2 separate regions of the Mus musculus genome follow, and region 2 is linked to region 1. The links are chromatin contacts, called in public Hi-C maps. All regions are on one chromosome and are shown on one strand. The core of a region is the stretch at or near the end of the contact, and the rest is flanking DNA. Distances in the headings are between cores, read along the strand shown. Region 1 has its middle 5.0 kb from the start of Gm23104. Region 2 has its middle 32 kb from the start of Gm34466.

Region 1 (2,793 bases), core at 269-2,768:
CTCAAGCATATAGTGGTTCTATATCAAATGTTTGGAAGTAATGCCAAACTGATTTCCACAGCACTTGCAATGTTTCATAATCTCATTAGGAAAGTATCAGATTTCAGTTTCTCTGTGTCCTCATCATCATGAGATATATTTTGAAAAGTTTTCCTGGAACTCTGAGACAGCTCAGGATAGTTTAAATGATCTGGTTGCTTGAACATCATTTTTACCCTCAACTTGGGATCACAGAACTGTTAATATAGAGCAGTGTTTCTTAGTCAGGGTTTGTATTCCTGCACAAAACATTATGACCAAGAAGCAAGTTGGGGAGGAAAGGGTTTATTCAGCTTATACTTCCACATGGCTGTTCATCACCAAAGGAAGTCAGCACAGGAACTCACACAGGACAGGAACCTGGAGGCAGGAGCTGATGCAGAGGCCATGGAGGGGTGCTGCTTACTGGCTTGCTTCCCCTGGCTTGCTCAGCTTGCTTTCTTATAGAACACAGGACTACCAGCCCAGGGATGGCACCACCCACAATGGGCTGGGCCCTCCCTCCTTGATCACTAATTGAGAAAATGCCTTTCAGCTGGATTTCATGGAGGCATTTCCTCAAGGGAGGCTCCTTTCTCTGTGATAACTCCAGCTTGTGTCAATTTGGCACACAAAACCCAGCCAGTGCACAGTGTTTCTGCACTGAGAACAACGCCGAACACCTATTTATCCCGCATTCACACCTGTTTAACCTTACGGCTGTTTTTGACGATCCATTTCTCTCTCTCCACCATGCAATTCCAATCTTGTGAAAATTCCCATTTGCTCTCATCATTTCATAAATCTCAAAATTGGACCAAAAAAAATCATAAGAGACAAGACTTGAACGTAGGTTCATTTGTGTGTATTGTTTTTGTTTTTGTGATACCGAGGGGTCCATGAATTTAGATTGCAGAAATCCAAAGTAGAGACTTGGTCTCCCACCCACGCGTAAAGGGCACCTTATCTGAATGGGGTCCCTTGCACTGAGAAAGACAAGTTGTTTTAAAAAGTGTAGTTAGTCTCTATCGTCAGCAGAGGGCAGACCTCAGCAGCCTGAGAGCTGGTAGCCAGGATGCGATCTTGACACCGCGTTGCGTCTCTGAGGGCCTGCAGGGGGCGCTGCAGCTCACATCAGCTGCCAAGGACGCTGCCGTCACCAGCTGCTGGCTTCTGGCTGTTGCTACTGTTCCTCACATGAAGCTGGGGGAAAGAATTCATCATTTGAGAGGTTGAGAGAGGAAAGGGCACGCTGCTGTCTTCCTCAAGACACTGGCCTGCTGCAGACATCCGGGAGGTTTACATTTTTGGGATTCAATTCGGTCATCTGAATTTATCATGGCTACAAAGAATATAAAGTCAAAGAAAAAAAATTGTATGTTAAAGTTTTCTAGTGACAGTGTACTTTTCTGAACACGGAACTAAAAAGGATAAACAGCCGCGGGCTAGGGACAAGGTTGAGTGACCCCCATCAGGACCTCCACGGGAACGTTTCCTGCTGTGAGTCAGTTTCTTCAGGGAGAGCAAGAGATGGAAACTCCATCTGACAGACCTGATACCGACTCTGGAGTTCTAAAATAGAACTCTGACACGTTTGGGCTAAACGCCTTCTCCTAGGAAGCAAGATTCTCGGCTCTGCATTTCAGAGGCAGATACTGGGGAAGACTGGTTGCTTGGGTTTTTAGGGTTTCTTGAGGTTCATCCGCATCTAGAACTGATGTGTGAATTGTGTTATTTCTTGGCCTATCATGCCTATATGCAAGCTATTCTGCTATAATAAATGAGGCTATTTAACTTTTTTTTTCTGTTTTCTTTTTCTTTTTTTTCTTTTTCTGTTTTTGAGAAAAAGTCTTATTCTACAGCCCAGGCTGGCTTGACATCCTGTAACCCAAGCTGTCCTCAGTCTGCTGACACCGCTCCCCGCTCAGCTCTCAGCCTCCCTCAGTGCATACACTACGTCCCCTTAAAGGACTTAACACTTTTGAGGAAGTCTTTATGGTCCTCGTTTTTTTAAAAACAAGAAAGCCACAGCTGTTAAAGTTCAAAGTCACGGAGTGAACCCCTGACAGAGGAGAAAATGCCACAAAATGGCTAATCTCCCTTCAGGGCTGTTGACAGTTAGTGTGCTAGTATCAACCGGTGTTATCACATTCCTCAGAAGAGGCCTGGCAGATGAGGGGCAGGATGCCCACTTACATTTAGATTCCCGGCAAAGAGCAAATACCCTTTAGTCACACCCAAAATATTGCACAGGACATGCATACTTTTCCCGACCCCAGTAGACAGTTGTGGAGGAAGAGATTTCTCTCTCCTCCCATCACTAGATTTCGATTGGAGACTTACAACAGATTAACAAGAGAACAGTATAACAAATTGATTTTGTGTGTGTGTGTGTGTGTGTGACCTGGGAGACCAGAAACAAAGGCCCAAAGAATGAGAGAAGTTGTTTTTATCTGTGTGTGTGTGTGTGTGTGTGTGTGCCTCTCTCTGTCTCTGTGTGTGTGTCTGTCTCTGTCTCTTTCTGTCTCTCTGTGTCTCTGTCTCTCTCTGTGAAGGCATCTCTGAGTATCTTCTTCTATCCTGCTCCATTTTACTTTTTTGAGACAAGATCTCTTCACCAACCTGGAACTTGCTGTTTAGCCCAGATTAGCTGACCAGCGAGCCCCCGATTTCCTCTTGTCTGCCTCTGGGTGAGATATAGGTGCAAGAGATCTGACCTCAGACCCTCAGGCTTGCTCACTAATTACTTTATCCATTGGGCCACGCCCCATCACT
Region 2 (2,700 bases), core at 111-2,610, 200 kb after region 1:
TTATGTAGAAAATGCCTAGAGTGGTCTGTGCTATTGATAGCTCAAACTTACGAATTGTGAATTCAGTAGAATCTAAGACTGATGTAAATCCAAGGATGGTAAGAGGATCTGACTTGGGAGAGAGGACTGGGCTGGGTAAATTGTTAGCACATAGTCTCTAAAGGTTGTGGTCATCCCCAGAGTGATATAGCCAGTGAAAACTTTGAAGGGTAAGAAAAAGATGACTGTCACCTATGACTAAACCTTGGTCCTCAACAGGATCGACAAAGGCTCTAGTCACTGAGCCACTGATTTCAAAACCTGCTCACAGATTTTAAAGGGATAGTCAGAAAGGCAAAGTATCCACGGAAGGAAGACGGTCAGATGCAGGTGGTAAAACGGGAGGTGTTGGTATCATAGAAATTAGTGGTAGCTTGTGGTTCTCTAAGAATGGAACAAGACAGCAAATGCTTCCAAGAGGTCAGGCAAGATGAACACTGATCGTGTCCACAAAATCGTGCCTTATCGCCCTAGGAAAGAGCAATTCTGATTCATCAGTGACAACAGGGTTAAGATAAAACAAAAAGATCCCTCAGGGTGAGCAAGATAATGAGTAGAGACTATGAGGGAAGACAGCCAGAGGGACTTGACAGTTGTTGGAGGTGATACAGGATTAAAGGGGGGGTCGTTTTATTTTTAAACCCTTAGGCAAGCTACGCCACACTCCAGAATGAAGCATTCATAAGGAGCTTGGGAAGTGGTGCTACACATTTTACCGAAACAATGAGCTGCTTGCGTGACAGAGAAAGAAGAATATGTTTGAATGAGGGTAACATGAATCTAGGAGGCAAGAGAGAGGGAAGATAACAGAGACAGATTTTCATGCTATGTTTTCTGTAGGAGTGGGAGATGGGAACACAGATGGGGGTGTGGCTTTAGACAGGGGAAAGAGCCCTCTTTTTGCTGTCCCAAGAGGGAAGATGAGGCACAGAGAACAGGTGTTTCAGAAGTTAACAGTTGTGGGCAGGAGCGTGAAGACACACAAACTTGTGGTACCCACTTTTTTTTTATGTTGGAAAAGAGTTCTCTTTCTGGGTTTGTGTAGGGTAAAGGTCAGAGCTTTCTGCAGAGTGGAGAGGGACATAACGGTTATACTGGGGACTGGAAGAGCAAACTCATCTAGTCATGAGATCACCACCCATGCTGGGGGATCGGCTGGGGACTGGTGACCAAGCAGCATCAGTCTATTGAACTGTGAAATCATTTCTGGCATGATAACAGGCTCACAGAGAGAGTGATTTCTAAAACTCACTGTCTCCTCTCTTGGGCCCACAAAGTACTTAAGCAGCAGGGTGAGAAAGCTGACACCTCCTGCCTTCATTTGGTGTCTGTCGCCTTCGCTTTTGTCTTAGACTCCTGTGTGACCCCATTCGTCACTTAGGGAACATGTGCCTGCTTAATCCATGCCATCCTCCTTCAAGGCTGAAAGCACAGAGCTAAGTAAGCTGTTGTCCTAAATGTGAAGTCACCCTGGATTGAAGGGACAGCAGAGCCTTGTAGGACAGGCCACTGCTGAGAAAAAGGCACTTGTCTATGAAGGCGAGCTTTACCTTGAAGCATGAATAATCATCTTACCTGAGTTATCTCAACCTGGTGAGTAAAAGGGACTTCCTTGGACTCAGAAGGGAGACAGCGATTATCGGACCACCTTAAGTAGGGCTGTTTAATTATGCATTCCTCTTGTTCCCTGTCCCAATCCTCCCTCTATTTAAACCTGAAACTCATGCCATTCCACTGAAGACGAACTTAGGACTGCCGAACCCCTTTTATCTGTTCTTCCAAATAGATTGATCTGTTCTCCACATCTCTCCATCACTTGCCCCTTTAATTGATGTCTCAGAGTAGGTGGCCAAGCCTAACCTGTTAGAGTCACTGGAGTCTAGGCTTTTGCCCTAAAACTGGTGACAGCAGGATCTGGCACCTGTTCCCTGGCAGAGAACACTGACGGTCGGTTCCAGTCATAAGGCATTGTGGTATGTTCAGTTTACTATGATGGAAGGACAATGGACATATGTAAGTGACAAGAGACTACTCCAAATGTTCTATGGGTGTGGCAGTTGGAAGCAGGTAAGGCTGGCCTTTTGGTTGTTACAAGGATCAGGAACACTATTCAGGGATGCGAAGTTGCCCGAGGTGTTTAGAAAGCAACCTCGTTATGAGTAATCATCCTCACCTGTGCCAATCACAGCTGCAGCTGGAGAAACCGTGAGCTGTAATTCGGCCCCATAGAGGGAAGCAAATCAACAAGAGGGGAAGCAAGCAAGTCAGAGGACAGAAGAGCTGAGCCACCGTGCGGGAGCGACTGGACCGAAGGTGAAAGACTGGGTGTGCTAGACAGCCGAGGTAAACATTGCGACCAGGTAGAAAGTGGGTGTCTTAAGTTCTTGATTGCAGAGGTGATCTCTTCTCCCATGAAGAGAGATTCCCCGGCTTAGTCCTCTGAGGACAAAAGCCAAGATGGTCTTGCATGTGCAGAGTCACCTGGAGCAGAGAACACAGAAGGGTGCATCCGGATGAAGGGCCGACTCAGTGGAGAAAGGAAAGGGAGGGCTGGAAGACTGGGCAGGAATCCCAGAGCAAAGAGCTCTCACCGCTAGAGTCCCATTGAGGGCAGGATGGCCAAGCTCTGGGCTTACACAAGATGTTCAAGCTACAAGAGAG

The links. A called contact is a pair of places that touch in the nucleus more often than the background predicts.
Region 2: a Hi-C map of the G1E-ER4 cell line shows a contact between it and region 1, with 3 times the contacts expected there. The contact joins two enhancer-like sites. A contact is called at or near these places in 1 of 39 promoter capture datasets (embryonic stem cells), 2 of 15 datasets of contacts at CTCF or cohesin (embryonic stem cells and large pre-B cells), 47 of 484 Hi-C or Micro-C datasets (the G1E-ER4 cell line, the HL-1 cell line, the N1E-115 cell line and 13 more), 3 of 115 datasets of contacts at active chromatin or transcription factors (bone marrow-derived macrophages, embryonic stem cells and microglia) and 2 of 9 other capture datasets (embryonic stem cells and embryonic tail).

Annotation. Positions count from the first base shown.
Region 1 is chr13:45,029,918-45,032,710 of GRCm38.p6, forward strand. No RefSeq gene overlaps it. Among named protein-coding and RNA genes, the nearest start is that of Gm23104, 5.0 kb to the left of the region's middle. Within about 2 kb of position 1,519, at least 60 of the 459 cell types and tissues checked have an H3K27ac peak or open chromatin away from gene starts, as enhancers often do. A contact at or near this core is called in the G1E-ER4 cell line and extraembryonic ectoderm, where this site is marked.
Region 2 is chr13:45,234,116-45,236,815 of GRCm38.p6, forward strand. No RefSeq gene overlaps it. Among named protein-coding and RNA genes, the nearest start is that of Gm34466, 32 kb to the right of the region's middle. Within about 2 kb of position 1,361, at least 10 of the 459 cell types and tissues checked have an H3K27ac peak or open chromatin away from gene starts, as enhancers often do. A contact at or near this core is called in the G1E-ER4 cell line and extraembryonic ectoderm, where this site is marked.